Regions from separate parts of the Anser cygnoides genome. Here region 1 is linked to region 2. The links are chromatin contacts, called in public Hi-C maps. All regions are on one chromosome and are shown on one strand. The core of a region is the stretch at or near the end of the contact, and the rest is flanking DNA. Distances in the headings are between cores, read along the strand shown.

Region 1 (7,234 bases), core at 3,708-6,207, 100 kb before region 2:
CACCCAGGCAGTAGTGTCTAAAAGTAATACGCCAAGACAGTTAATTTTGGCACTTAGTCTCCCTTAGGAATTTTACCAACAGTCTTCGAAAAGAAAGTAAATGATCTTTTTTTCCTCCCCGTTTCCCCCCATAGCTCATCTTGATATGTCCTAATAAAAGGAACTGCCTTCCCCTCCCTTCTGTTCTCACCCTCATCCTGCGTCCGTAACATACTTCGTTCAGTAGCAATGGTAATCAGCATTTATAACGCGCTCCTGGAGGAAAAGTGGTTCAGGTCTTTTCAGATGGCCTAGTTACAGAGGAAAAGCAGGTTGTGCCCTGTGAAATAACTTTGCAGTTTGGCTTCTCCTCCTCCTTCCCTCCCTTCCTCCCTCTCTTCCTTCTTTCCTTCCTTTTTCTTTCTTTCCTTCCTTTTCCTTTTTCTTTCTTTCTTTTCCTTTTCTCTTCCCTTTTCTCTTTCTCTCTCTCTCTTTCTCTCTCTCTCTCTTCCTCTCTTCCTCTCTTTCTTTCATTCTCTCTCTTTCTTTTTTTCTTTCTTCCGTTCTTTCTTTTCTTCCTTTCTTCCATTCTTTCTTCCTTTCTTTTTCTTCCTTTCTTTCTTTTCTTCCTCTTTCTCTCTCTCTCTCTTTCTCCACCCCCCACCTTCTTCTCTTTTTTAATTTGCTTCCCCTCCTTCCCACCTCCCCCATTTTTGGAAAACACAGTAAAGTTTTGTTCAGTTCTCAAGTGTTATTAATCACTGGTGGAGGCCAAAAGCAGGGATATTTTTCTTGGCAGCACGTTTTGATAAACAATCTGTGTATGGGGTGAAGGGAGGGGGGAGCCTGTCTTGCTGGTAACTAAGCTAATGTTTGGCAGATTCTTAACTGTCACGAAAGTGCAAGTGGCTCTCAGTGGGAATAGCTTTAAAAAAATGTACCGATTCAGTTGATTCATTATTGTTGATTGTTTACTACGTCCACAGGATGTAAGATGAAAACAGTCCAGGGATAAAGTAAAAATAACAACAGCGGAGGACCCAGCCTCTACGTATCCAGGCACAAAATGCGCTACCCAGTCCTTAGTCCCTCGTGGAGCAAGCAAAATTAATTATAGGTGTCTTATTTTGCACTGTAAGATTTGGCAAAGGTTAACATACAGAAATCTGGGCTCATAGACAGGTTTTAAAACCATAGAGACAGCTGTATGAAAATCCATTTGGGCTGGGTCTCAAGGAGAAGCCGTAACTGCGTTCTGGGGCAAAAATGGGGCATTTGGGTGGCTGTGGGGTTGCGAAGTTACCTCGGTGTGCAGCCGCAGGGGGCAGGCACGCCGGGAAGAGTGGAAAGCAAAATTGTGGCAACAGCCACAGCAAAACTGGATGGTATGGCAGGCAGCGTCCTCTGAGAAATGTGTTGGTGCTGCAGAGTGAAGGGAGAATGACAAATGAGGGAGGGAGGGAGGGAGGGAGGAAGGAAGGAAGGAAGGAAGGAAGGAAGGAAGGAAGGAAGGAGAAGGGAGAGAGGAAGGAAGGAAGGAAGGAGAAGGGAGAGAGGAAGGAAGGGAGGGAGGACAGGAGGAAGGAAGGAGGGAGGGAGGAAAGAAGGAAGGAGGAATTCCTAGGTAGGCAAGCGATAGGCTCTGTGTATGTCAACAAGGCTCACTACCTGAAGAATGGTAGGAAAAAACAGAATTATAATGAGACGAGACCTGAAACGATAAACAGAAACACGTAATTACACTCCTATTCTTTGTAACTAGGTGTTTTGACACTTGCTGGCAGCTCCTAGTAGAAGACAATGTTGTTTAACTTTTAATTTGACAAAATTCTGCAACTCCTTCCTGAAGTGTTTGTGTTTTCATTTGCTGAACACACTCCCTTTACCACCAAGTGCTCTGCTCATTGCTAATCTCTACGTTGTTTTGAAGCCAGTAATTTGATTGTGACGGATTTTATTTTATTTGCTGTACTGAGGTAAATCCATGTAAATCACACTCTTGGGAGTGCTCTTCCCTTCTGGTTCTTGCATTTTTTTCCAGCCGTAGCTGCTGTTCTGACCGCTGAGGAAGGAGCCATTTCTGTAGGTGAGCGCATCCAGACGGACCAGCTGCTGTGCCCGCTGCCCCCATCAGCGCCACGGCTTCACAAGGCGAGCAGGAAGGAGTTAAGCTGGGAGCATTTAGGGCAAGACCCCAACTGCCCAGATCATGGGCTCCTAATTATTTCTGCTTGCACACTTTAGGGCTGTCCTATATTCCGCGTAATTAACACTGGGCTGCTGATCGATAGCCAGCAATACTCTCGCATCGAGGTCAATGGCAATCCCAGCGTTTTGGGACGCTCGTGCGCGGTGGCACGGAGCAGAGCCTGGCAGACCTGGGGTTTAGTCAGGCACATGGATTTTGGCCCTTCTTCCTTCATGGTGCATTGCACCCTCTGCTAGTTGCACTACGAGAGGTGCTGGCTGGCTTACACGCTCCGTGTTTCCTATGATCATTCTGACTCCTTTGGTTAAATTGAAGCCTCACCTGATGTTCTATCATTACGCAGATGTGTGTGCCCGTGTAGTTTGTAATAAAGCGGGTAAGAGGAATCAAGGGAAGGGGATTATTGGATGGCACTCTTTATCCTAGCACTGAAAGGAAGGAGTTAGTAGATGTCACTTCTGATAGTGAAAATTAGATTCCCGGTCCATTGGGACTCCAGGCAGGTCGTAAACTTTGGGCACTCCACGCAGGATCGCCATCCAAAGTGCTGACTCGCCTTTCTGTGCAAAAAGCAATACGTATGCATCAATTGTTCGCTGCTCCAGCTCCATCTCTCCTTGCGCTCCCCTCCCTCTTATTAAACAAGCTACTGTCTTTTTTTTTTTTCTTTTTCTCCCCCCCCCCATGCTATTTTTTGTTTGCCTGCTTCTTTCTTTCATTTAGCCAGATCAGGCACCTGAATGGCTTCATTGTTTGGGCTTCCTCTTTCCCTCCTCCAAACGTAATTTTAATTCCTGGATTATTTCAAAGCTAAATCAACACCAGCCACGTTCGGTGTAAATCCAGCGAGACTGATCTGGATTGCCCCTGCCCCGCCGCTGGCATGGTGAAGGACGGGGAAGAGGGAAGGTGAGCAGCGGAGCACGCCGCTACCCCGCAGGAACAGTGCTGCCGTGGGTTTTAGCTCCGTCACGTTGCCACCGTTCAATCTATTTTCCCCTAACAGATGAGATTGATCCTGACAACTCGTTCCCTGTGAAGGTGCCACGGCATGGCATTTATTTGCATTTACATTGCAGTTCTCTTCATCAATCAGCTTGCAGAGATCGCCGCCGCTGCTAGCCGTATTGTTGCTATGCTGACACTTCAGCCTTAAGTGCTGCTTGCGTAATGGCACGGTACGTGCCCAGGACCAAAGTTTAAATCGAGGTTTAATCATTACGGAAAAACAAACATATTTCCACGACTGTGTATCCTGCAAGTAAAAGTAAAGGCAGTTTGGTCGGGTCACAGATGCTAATCTCTGCTCTTTTTCTATTCACAAACTATAAAGGGAGTTGACAGCACCTGTAAATGGTTTGCTGAGGCTAGATTATATCTAAGGTGATTATTATTTACACCCACTATAAAGACTGCTCTTGTGAGCCAAGAAGTCTGTTCCTGTGAGGTGAGTGTTACCAAAAAAGGGCTTTCTTGCAGGAGGATTCAGTGGAGCGAGGAGCCAGCGTGAGGGGCGGCCGGAGCACACAGAGCTCCTTGTCGTTTGCTGGGTTTGTGCAACCCGCGGACTGAAACGCAGGTGGGATGGGATGTTGTGCGACCCCGCACTCCCGGCGCTCAGGACGAAGCCCCGGCTCTCGCAACCCGAGTTTTTAGAGCAGGGCTGTCCTTTTCCACAGCCCACTTCTGCTTCTCCCATGAAGCTCAACGCAGGGCAGTGAGAGGAGTTGACCTTCCCCTGTGGACCACAGCGAGCATGTGCCTGCTTGGTCAGGTCAAGCCACCCGGCGCAGAAATCCTGCAGCCGCGGCTAGGTCGCTGTGGCTGGAAGCGAAGGCGTTTCCTTGGCCAGCCTTCACCTGGCCAGAGGCGCCTCCGTGATGCCCGCAGCCGGGGTGTCGCTGCGAAATCCCCCTCCTTCGCTCCTCTTCCTCACCCACGGCGGGCCCTCGGCTAACTCCGAGCATTGTCTCTCCCTGCTCGCTGCTTCCCCAAGCCTCCCGCAAGAGTAAACGGCTTTCTCAGGGCCGGTCTCTGAGCTGCGCCGTAGCAGCGCCTGCCCCTCTACCACCTCGCCGCGCGCCTCTCACCGCCCTCCCCTCAAAGCCCTCGGGGTTTTACAACCCACCGAGGCCGGCCCGGCCCGCGGGGGTGCTGCGGGGCCCCGCCGGCCCCTGCCCGGCCGCCACCGCCGGAGCGCCCCGGGGGGCGCCGCGGCCGGCAGCGGAGGCGCGGCGCAGCCGCTACGGCGGGGAGGCGGCGGCGGCGCGCGCAGGGCGTGCACGGCGCGCGCGGCCCCGTGCCAGCTCGGGGGCGCGCCCGTGACGCAACGGCAGCCCCGTGCCAGGCCGGGCCGCCCCGCAGGGCGGCGGCTGCGGCTGGGGGGGGGGGGGGGGGAGGGGGAGGAGGAGGAGGAAGGCTGCGCCTTTTGTTTTTGGAGCGGGGCTGCCGGGGGGGGGGGGTTAAAGGAGCCATTTAAAAGGGGGGGGGGGAAGCCGTGTGCGCGCACAGCGCCGGGGAAACCCTGTGTCCCCCCGCCGCTCAGACAGACCCCGCCCGGCCGGGGGGGGACACCCCCCCCCCCCACACACACACAGAGGCACGCCGGCGGGGCCGTGCACGTGCTGCCCCGGCGCGGAGAGGCGGGGGCGCGCACGGCGGGCACGCGCCCCGCGCAACAAGTGGGCCGGGGGGAAGGGAGCGGGGGGCGGGCGCTCGGCGCTGACGCGGGGGCCCCGCCCGGGTGCAGCCGAGCCGGGAGAGCGGCGGGGAGGAGGAGGAGGAGGAGGAGGAGGAGGAAGAAGGGGGGAGGAGGGCGGCGCGGGGGGAGCGCGGCGCGGAGGAGGGGGCGCGCAGGCACACGCGGCGGCGCGCAGCAGCAGCACCCCGCGCTCGGACCGCGAGCAGCGGCGAGGATGTGAGTGCGGAGCAGGCGGCGCCGCCCGGCACGCTGCTGCCGCCGCTGCCCCCCGGCCGCCCCCGCCCCGGGTCGGCGCTCGGACCAGGAGGAGCCGCCCGAGCAGCCGCAGCGCTCGGCAGCCGGCGGACCGCGAGCTCGCCGGGCAGCCGCGGCGGGTGGAAGGTGACCCCCCCCCGCCTCCCTCCGCCTCCTCCCGGAGGAGGAGCAGCGGCGGCGGAGAGCTAGAGAGCGCAGGGAAGCAGCCGCGGCTGGAAGGCGCCCCCCAGCCCAGCCCAACCCAGCCCCCCGGAGGAGCCGGCCGAGCCCTTCCCCAGCCCGGCGGCGGGACCCGGCGGGAGAAGCCGACCGAGGCGGCGGCGGGAGCCGGTTCGGAGCGGGCGAGCCCCCCGCCGCCCCCCCCTCCGTCCCTTCCAGCGCCGCCAGGGGCACCGGGAGCAGGTACGGAGCCCCCCCCCCCGCCGCAGCCCGGGGGGGACGAGCGAGCCAGCCCCTTCGCCGGCGGCAGCGGCAGCAGCGCCCCGGCCAGCGGCACCATGTCCGCCGCGCAGGTGTCGTCGTCCCGGCGGCAGTCGTGCTACCTGTGCGACCTGCCCCGCATGCCCTGGGCCATGATCTGGGACTTCACCGAGCCCGTGTGCCGGGGCTGCGTCAACTACGAGGGCGCCGACCGCATCGAGTTCGTCATCGAGACGGCCCGGCAGCTGAAGCGGGCGCACGGCTGCTTCCAGGACGGCCGCTCCCCGGGGCCCCCGCCGCCGGTCGGCGTCAAGGCAGTGCCCCTCTCCGCCAAGGAAGCGGCGGCGGCGGCGGCGGCGGCCCAGCAGCAGCTCAACCATGTGGACGCCTCCTCCAAGGCGGCCTCGGCGGGGCTCGCCCAGTCCAGCCTGGATCGCTACGGGCTCAGCGCCGCGGCGGCCGAGCAGCGCAGCCGCTTCGAGTACCCGCCGCCGCCCGGCAGCCTGGGCGGCAGCCACGGAGCCCGCCTGCCCAACGGGCTGGGGGGCCCCAACGGCTTCCCCAAGCCGCCCGAGGACGGGCCCCCGGAGCTCAACCGGCAGAGCCCCAACTCCTCGTCGTCCTCCTCCTCCTCCCGCCGCGGCACGCACGGCGGGCTGGTGTCCGGCCTGCCCCCGGGGGCTGCCGGCGCCCAGCTGAACGTGCCTCCCAACCTGCTGCCACAGACCCTGCTCAACGGGCCCGCCGCCTCCGGCGTGGCGCTGCCCCCACCGCACGGGGGTCTGGGTGGCCGTGGCGGCGGCGGGCCCCCGGCCCCCTCTGCTTCCTCCCAGGGGGGCACCTGCGGCGGTGGCAGCAGCGGTGCTGGGGGCAGCGGCGGCTCCTCGTCGGAGGCCTGCGGCAAGCGGCCGGGCTCGGTGTCCAGCAGTGACCAAGAGCGGGAGCTGAAGGAGAAGCAGCGCAACGCCGAGGCGCTGGCCGAGCTGAGCGAGAGCCTGCGGAACCGGGCCGAGGAGTGGGCCAGCAAGCCCAAGATCGTGCGGGACACGCTGCTGACGCTGGCCGGCTGCACCCCCTACGAGGTGCGCTTCAAGAAGGATCACGCCCTGCTCGGCCGCGTCTTTGCCTTCGACGCCGTCTCCAAGCCGGGCATGGACTATGAGCTGAAGCTCTTCATCGAGTACCCCAGCGGCTCCGGCACCGTCTTCTCCAGCGCCTCTGGCGTGGCCAAGCAGATGTACCAGGACTGCATGAAGGACTTCGGCCGCGGCCTCTCCTCGGGCTTCAAGTACCTGGAGTATGAGAAGAAGCACGGCTCTGGAGACTGGCGGCTGTTGGGGGACCTGCTGCCCGAGTCGGTGCGCTTCTTCAAGGAGCTGGTGGGTGCGGACATGCTGCCACAGCCCTACCTGGACGCCAGCTGCCCCATGCTGCCCACGGCCCTGGTAAGCCTTCCGCGACCCGGGGCTGGGGCTGGCGGGGCTCAGGGCACAGCCGCCGCCTCCAGGGGCCCAGGCGGAGGTGGTGGTGGCGGTGGCGGGGCCATGCGCAAGAGGAAGGCGTCTCCTGAGCCCTCGGACTCGGCCGAGGGGGCCCTGAAGCTGAGCGACGAGCAGCAGCGGCAGCAGTGGATGGCCAGCCAGAGCGAAGCGCTCAAGCTCACCATGTCG
Region 2 (7,603 bases), core at 4,422-6,921:
CAGGTTCCAGCTTGACCTGGATTGATAATCTGCCCAAAATACGATGAAGATTCAGTTTAAATTTCTCAGGTTTATTAGTCTTCCAGTTCTTCCCCACCTTGCTCCTACCAGGCCGTGCAGCTGGTTAGCCAAAACTCCTCCCGTACTTGGAGCAGCCCGCAGAACCTCAGGGCATTCCTTCTGGGCTTCTGGTCCAGCTCCTTGCTTGCCCAGGCAGCCATATCATACAATCATTGCAGTAAATGTGTATATTTCTTAAAGTCAGCATGGTTTTTGGCCTCCCTAAACCCATTGGGAGGCCTTCACAGAGCTTCAGTGCTCTGAGCACTAGAAACCTGACAATCCTCAGCCTAAATGTATGCATGGCTAGTTTACACCCATTTGTTCTTATGCCATCATTGTCCTTTATCTTTAAATAGCTCTTTCCTCCTCCCCATGTGTTCACCCCCTGAAGTATTTATTTATAGATGGCAATTATATCCCCCTTTGCTAGGCTAAACAAGCCAGGCTCCTTCGTTAATTAAGCTCTGGTGAATGATGCAAGGCCAAGCATCATGGATGCCCAAAATCTGCCTCAGTCAGGGCTGTGTTAACAGATCGGCGGGAGTCAAAAAGGACACGCCTAATTTTACAGGAGCTGATTCTAACTGCCCTCCTACTTAATGCGAGGCTTCTTAGTTCAAGCTGCGATCAAGTCCTCACTGGCTAGTCCTCCATTTTGTCTTTAAGGTAAGGCAGATGTGGGCTGCCTTTGATGCTCTCTGTTCCATCCTGCTTGACATATCCAAGCAGCTGGGTAATCCATACTACATTAATCACATCGGGCGTTATTTTTAAAGCAGAATTAAGAAGTGGAAAAATTGGGAACCTCAGTTGCTTGCTTGTTCAAAACATGTCCAGACAGAAACTGAGGAAATGTGTGAGAGGCAGCAGTCCTGCATCAGCTCCGGGAGATGGACTGGAGGAGTTAACAGGGCTTTTCCATCTCCAGCCCGTAGCACTGCTGTAATTCATCATTTCTATAGCACCATAAATTAGGTGGCACTTTGCAAACACAGAGGCAATTCTTGCTTCCCCGAAATCTATAGCAGGACTCTCAGGATGGGGTGCCTGGCTGAGGCACGCTCTTCCCCAGAAAGGCTTCCACTGTGAATACTGTGCCTACGGGACTGTGACAATGCCACGCCATTGTCCCGTTTGGAGTGGGAGTAAAAAGGCTGGGGAAGGCAGAGAGCTTTTTTCCCAACTCCCCCATATCACAGCTGGACTTCTTGTCTCTCCATGGCCTGTTTTAGCATTGCCCGGATGGAGAATAGGCTGCTTGGGGCTTTGATTCAGCCTGGCTGCTCTCCAGCAATATCCACAGTGCTCCCTCCCCTCCCATATGCTCTCCATTAACATCCTCCTGTCTGCTGAATAAGGAAAGAAGAACTCTCCCAGCCCCAGCCAGAGCCCCTGAGCCAGGGGAGTTCATCAGTCAGACTGGTTTCTCCTGAACCCAGAATAGGCCTCGTTAATGGGCCAGGAGGGGATTTTATTTTGCCTTTCAGCTAGTGGCTGCCCTGAGCCAGGAGCAGAGTCAAGTTACTGTGTCCGGGAATCTCAGCTATTCCAAGAGTAGGAGCAAGTGAGCTGCTGACTCAGGAGGTTTCCTCGTATTTTTAAGCAGGGCTCAGGCCTGTCAGAGTGAACTGAACTGTTGGTCTTACTTTCTTCTAGCCCCAGGACTGGAATTAGCAAAAGTCACAGCTTATGGGAACAGGCTGGGGAATGGACCTGGAGCAGGACTCTGCATCACACCCTTTTCTGGCATGGACACAAGTCCTTGCAAAGACGCATATTAGTCCTTTACCCTTTTTTACTCCTCTCCTGGGAGTGCTGTACAGTATAGTACAGGCATTCGCAAGCTACGAGGCAGCTCAGCTTTATTTGCACCGTTTTCTGAAGGCAAGGAAAGAATAAGAGGGAGAAACAGACTTGCTAGACAAAACGTTTCCTTGCGAATCAGTGTCAAGAGGGAGGCTGCTGTTCAGAAATCCCTGCCTCCCTGCACCCTGCCGTCATCCAGAGACCACCCTGCTTCCATTTTGTGCAGGGATACAGGAAGATACCTCCTGTACAGCTGAATCTTCATTTTTGGGCTTTCCAGAGCTTGGAACAGAGTCACAGGCTGTGTTTGGGACAAGCAGTTAGAAGTCATACTGAGTTCAGGAGTCTCATCCTCATTTCAGGTCTGCTTATGTGCTCTTATCTCTTCAACAGGATCCAGTTGCTAGAGGTTAGCAGAGAAGATGAGGCTACTAAAGCAGTCCTCCGTGCTCACCTCATGTGAAGCAGCTCATACAGCTTTTCACAGAGACTGAAGTCATGGAGAGCATATGTTTGCACGTTTGCACCCCTCCATCTCCCAGCACTGCTATGACTCCATTCAGCCTGTTTTAAAGAGTCTCCTCTCAGCCCCTACAAAATTCTGTCAACAGAGACAGCCACAGCTCTCTTCTTCCAAGTCCTGTTAGTTCTTTCTTCTTCGCTGCCCCTGTGTGTGGGCTGTTTTCTCTTGCTGTCTTTGTCCCATCCTCAGACTCACCTCAGCAATGAATAACCAGCCCAATAGGGAATGGGCAACTGGATTCAAGCTGGTATTTATAAAACAGAAGGTTTCTGTCTGCCTGCTGATATTCCCAGCCACATCCCCTGAGACTGGGGCCTGATACAGGGGTAAAGATGGGTAAAAGCTTCTCTTACTATCCTTTACTCCTGAAGACATGAAGGTCCCTGGTTTGAACAGCTAAGGAGCTCTTGGCCTGTGGCCCAAATGCCACCTGTCCCTGCAGCATGGCCAGATGGGTAGGATGCCTCCCTTAGCTTAGCATCTTACAGAGATTTCCCTATGTAAGGGGAATTTTCAGCTACCTTTGTGAAGCACTTAATATCCCTTTAGAGATGCCTATCATTGCGAAGGCGACAAGCTGCAGGCTGGCTCTGGCCCACATACCTTTGGCATGCCGCGTGCTTTAGATCATGAGCCCTGCAGAGGTCCACAGATGGTGCCCAGGAGTTGTGACGAGTACAGGGAAGCAGCAGGGGAGGAAGGGCATGGGCTGGGACATTTTCTTTTCTGGTGAGCTGACAAGTGCTGATATTTCGCCATCACCTCTTAACACACTATCTGGCTTGGGATAGGAGCCTTGTCTACAGAGTTCGTCCATTAACAATGTCCACAAGAAGTCCAGGTGTCGTCCTCCAAAATCTTTCAGCTGGGGGGACTGAACAGTTTTGTTTCAGCTATTTGGTCATGAATGAACTGTGTGGGACTGGGATAGAGCAAAAACTAGCAGGAGAGAGCAATCCTTATAGGGACAGATTTCATTTGGCTCGTGTGCCGCCTGTGAGACAGGGTTCACTGTAAAGAGGGCAGGAGAAACCTGCTGTTAAAAACTTGACCAGGAAAAAGAACTCGTTACTTAGTCTGTCATCTAGTTCAGTGAGTCACATGCTGTATCTCTAGAATGTCACCCCAAAGTAATTAACTTAGCATAATACATGTTTAACTGAAGTTTTGTTTCACATTAACAGCAACTCCAACTAGGCTTGCATGACAGTAAAGAGAAGGGGGCAATTGCCAACAGGTGCCTGAGAACAGAGCACTAATAACCCCGTTTGTATCCAAGATGTCTAGGAAAAAGTCAGAGCCTTTGTATTTGTATCAAGGGCTTATATTCCAAAAAGTGATAGAGATGTGATAAAGGGGACACCATGTTACATTGTATTGGCTAAAAAAAGCAGCAATCCAGGCTGAGGGCAAAGGATGGACACAGAGACAATGGGGGTGCCCTGAGCAGGATGGCTCCTTTCTGGGGACAACGTTCAAAAAACGGGATGATGCAGTGAGCTCCAACTCTCCAGCTTCAGAGACAAAGACTGTCCTGAGGGTGTCTGGATAAACACAGCTAAGCTATCAAGATGCTTTATCTCCTCAGAGGGAGGGAGTCCAAATGCTGCAGTGTTGCAGGCAGCCAGAATAACATGTGCTGTGTGACGTGAAATATTTAAGCACACATGGGCTTTGTGGTGTCTCCTGCCAATCTGCAGAGTATCAGTGACTTGTACTGCAAGGAGCTGGGTTAAGGAGACGACTTCCTTGCATAACCTACAGCCGTCCTACAAGGGGCATGTGGCTAAAAGGCCCAATTTGGCTACGGGGAAACCCTGAAGTGTCTCTCTGTCCCTTCCAAAAAGATAAAAGTATCTGCCCCATCCCCACCTTCCACTGAGTCCTGGTCCTTCTCCTCCAGCTGTACACCTGAGGAAACAGAAATGTCTGGGCTGTGCAGAGCAGTGGCTGTGACAGGGAGGAGTACAGCAGGTTGGGGCTGTGTCCTGTGCTGGGTCCCTGCCCTTCCCTCTGGATGACTTCTCCCCCACGCACAGAGGTGACTCCCGGCTCGGCAGCCATCCAGCTGCCTCCGGTGATGCACATGTGCCCGCTTGACTCTCTCCTGGAAAACCTCACGCCTTCTTTAAGGGTTGCTCACACCCATCCATATACATACACATGTAAACAACATGATACCGCATTAACACAGTCAAGACCTATGATAATGGCAAAGAAACATGAAAGCTTCTCCCCTCTGCTTTGTTTTTCTAGTTTGAAAGGGAGGGATGCAGGTCCTTCTGTGGGACGGGAGCGGGGTAGGCGCTGCTGCTGCCCACCTAGCGGCCCTGCTCCAGCACCGCCCGGCCCAGCGCTGGCACGGCAGCTGCACTGCAACTGCTGGCGTGCCAGCAGCAGCTTCAGGACACTTCTGACCTGGGGTGGTGTTTGGTGTCCCTGGTAATCGTTGCTTCCTTACACAAAGCAAACACAAAGCCCTGCTGCACCAGCACGATCACCTGCTGTGGTTTACCCAGGGGGAAAGGAGTGGGTCCCACGGCCCGGCTGATGCAAGAAGAGCGCCGCACGCTGCTCCGTGCCATTTGGGGAGATTAGTGACATCCAAAGTCTTTCACAGCGTGCGTCAGCCCAGCTTTCCTCTCCCATATGTGCACACCCCACCCTAAACATGGGAACCGTCTCCCTGCCGCAGTAGCTGGGGGCCTTGAAGCCCACAGCAGAGGGGTGCTGAGCCCTCTCCCTGGGGCAAACCAGGGGGTGGCTGGAAGGGGCTGGCCTGGGCAGGAAAGCCAGGGGAGGCGATCACCCCCTGAAGGTGAGCAGGCACCAGTTCATGGCTCCTTCTCCTCACAGCACCGAGATCTGCTGAAGCAGGAGGAGGTAGCTGCCATTTGCAGAGCAGACAGGATTTGGTCGCCCTGTTTCGGGCAGGACCAGCTGCCGCAGCCGTGACCCTGCCACGGAAACCTGAGCCCGCCAGCAGTTGTGCTGGGGAGGGCTGAGCTCTCACGTTTCTGTTTTGTTTTGGAGCCTCCGATAAGTAGTGGGCTTGCTTTTTTTTTTTCTTTCCTTTCCTTTCTTTTCTTTCCCTCCCTCACCCTCCCTCTCTCTCTCCTTTTTTTTTTTTCCTGAACGTATTTCCACAGCCTCAAGGAAGGAATTTAAAAAAAAAAAAAAAAAAAAGGGTTCTGGAATGGGAACAAGTATGTTTCAAATTACAGAAAGGATGTTAAAGGTTCAAGAATTTGCGATCTGACTCCGCCTGTGTCTGTCTCCACCCCCCCAGAGAGCAGCTCGCCTTGTGGCTTTTCCACCGCGCTGCGCCCCGCTGGGGCCGCGCTGCGGGGGCCGGGGGCGGCGGGGGCCTGCGGCGGGCAGCGGCCCCACGGCGGGGCGGGGGCCCTGTCGGGACCGGGGCCCAGTCGGGACCGGGTCCCTGTCGGGACAGCGGCCTTCGAAGCCTGCGCCATGCCTGGCCGCCGCCCCCGGGCCTGAGGCACCCTCAGCAGCCTGCTGCCTGGCGGCATTTCCGAGGGGTTCAGAGCAGCTTTCCTCAGCGCACAGTTTGTTTTCGTCGTTTTATTTATTTATTTATTTTTGTCTCAGGGTGTGTGTGCGGGACTTTTTTCCTTCCAGCGGCTGGGCTCCATCCCGGGAACGTGCTGGGCAGCCACTGCTGAGGGCGCAGCGCCCTCTGCTCGGTGGAAGCGGGGGAAGAGCCGGCGAGGTGCCCGCGGCGCGGGGCCGCAGCCTGCGCCTGCACTGCCACAGCATCGGCACCGCCGGGGCCGAGCCCCGAGGCCTGGGGAGGCCTGGGGGCTACACCGTGTGCTGCACAGCAGCGGTAAGGCTCTGATCGTAAAGTCGTGGAGTGGTCTGGGTTGGAAGGGACCTTAAAGATCATCCAGTTCCAGCCGCCACCTCCCACCAGACCAGGTTGCCCAAGGCCCCATCCAGCCTGGCCTTGAGCACCTCCAGGGATGGGACATCCACAGCTTCTGTGGGCAGCCTGTGCCAGTGCCTCACCACCCCCTGAGTGAAGAATTTCGTCCTAACATCCAATCTAAATCTACCCTTTTTTAGTTCAAAACCCTCACTCCTTGTCCTATCGCTCCATTCCCTGACAAAGAGTCCCTCCACAGCTTTCCTGTAGGCCACCTTTACGTTCTGGAAGGCCACAATGAGGTGCCCCCAAAGCCTTTGCTTCTCCAGGCTGAACAACTCCAGCTCTCTCAGCCTGTCTTCATAGGAGAAGTGCTCTAGCCCCTTGATCATCCTCATGGCCCTCCTCTGATCCCATTCTAACAGGTCCATGTCTTTCTTATTCTGAGGGCCCCAGAGCTGAAGGCAGTGCTCCAGGTGGTGTCTCACAAGAGCAGAGCAGAGGGGGAGAATCACCTCCCTTGCCCAGCAGGCCATGCTTTTCATGCAGCCCAGGATACTGTTGACTTTCTGGGCTGCAAGTGCACGTTGCCGGCTAATGTCGAGCTTCTCGGCAACCAACAGCCCCAGGTCCTTCTCCTCAGGGCTGCTCCCAATCCATTCTCTGCCCAGCTTGTATTTGTGCTTGGAATTGCCCCAGCTCAGAGCAGGACCTTGCACTTGTCTTGTTGAACCTCAGGAGGTTCGCACAGGCCCACCTCTCAAGCCTGTCCAGGTCCATCTGGATGGCATCCCTTCCCTCCAGCGTGTCGACTGCACCACACAGCTTGGGGTCATCGGCAAACTTGCTGAGGGTGCACTCAATCCCACTGTCCGTGTCACTGACAAAGATGTTAAACAGCTGATCCCAGTACCCTGCTTGTATTTCTCGGCACATGTGTACCTGATGTAACCACCTCCATCATCTCTTCAGATTTGTAAAGTTGCTGATATATCCAGATGAGGATTTACTCTTTGAGTAGACAGGGAACTTAAGCATCTCAGCCACACTGCCCATTGCAGTGTACACTGCATACTTCCAGTCCTGTGATGCTGGATTTTGTGCACAGCTGCAGGACACACCTTTGCACAAGGCTTATGTCCACTGATAAATGCAGAACATCTTTTGATATTATATGGATGGGAGGCCTTTGGAACAAAGAACTATTGATGCAAGCTTAAAGATGAAGACTGATATCAGTGTACACACTTCTGCAGCCTGTGAGATTTCTTCTTTGAAAGTAAAGCCAAAACCCTTTTGGCCAGTTCAGCTAGACAGATCAAAGA

The links. A called contact is a pair of places that touch in the nucleus more often than the background predicts.
Region 1: a Hi-C map of granulosa cells shows a contact between it and region 2, with 1.9 times the contacts expected there. The contact joins the promoter of IRF2BPL here to the enhancer-like site in region 2. A contact is called at or near these places in 2 of 7 Hi-C or Micro-C datasets (granulosa cells and liver).

Annotation. Positions count from the first base shown.
Region 1 is chr5:43,504,688-43,511,921 of Taihu_goose_T2T_genome, reverse strand. IRF2BPL (interferon regulatory factor 2 binding protein like) reads left to right here and starts at 4,957. Exons shown (of 1, transcript XM_048059771.2): 1 at 4,957-7,234. The coding sequence starts at 5,642. It overlaps LOC106038829 (a long non-coding RNA gene), which reads left to right. Exons shown (of 2, transcript XR_010831890.1): 2 at 2,021-3,444.
Region 2 is chr5:43,405,354-43,412,956 of Taihu_goose_T2T_genome, reverse strand. No RefSeq gene overlaps it. Among named protein-coding and RNA genes, the nearest start is that of LRRC74A, 27 kb to the right of the region's middle. Within about 2 kb of position 5,671, at least 2 of the 3 cell types and tissues checked have open chromatin away from gene starts, as enhancers often do. A contact at or near this core is called in liver, where this site is marked.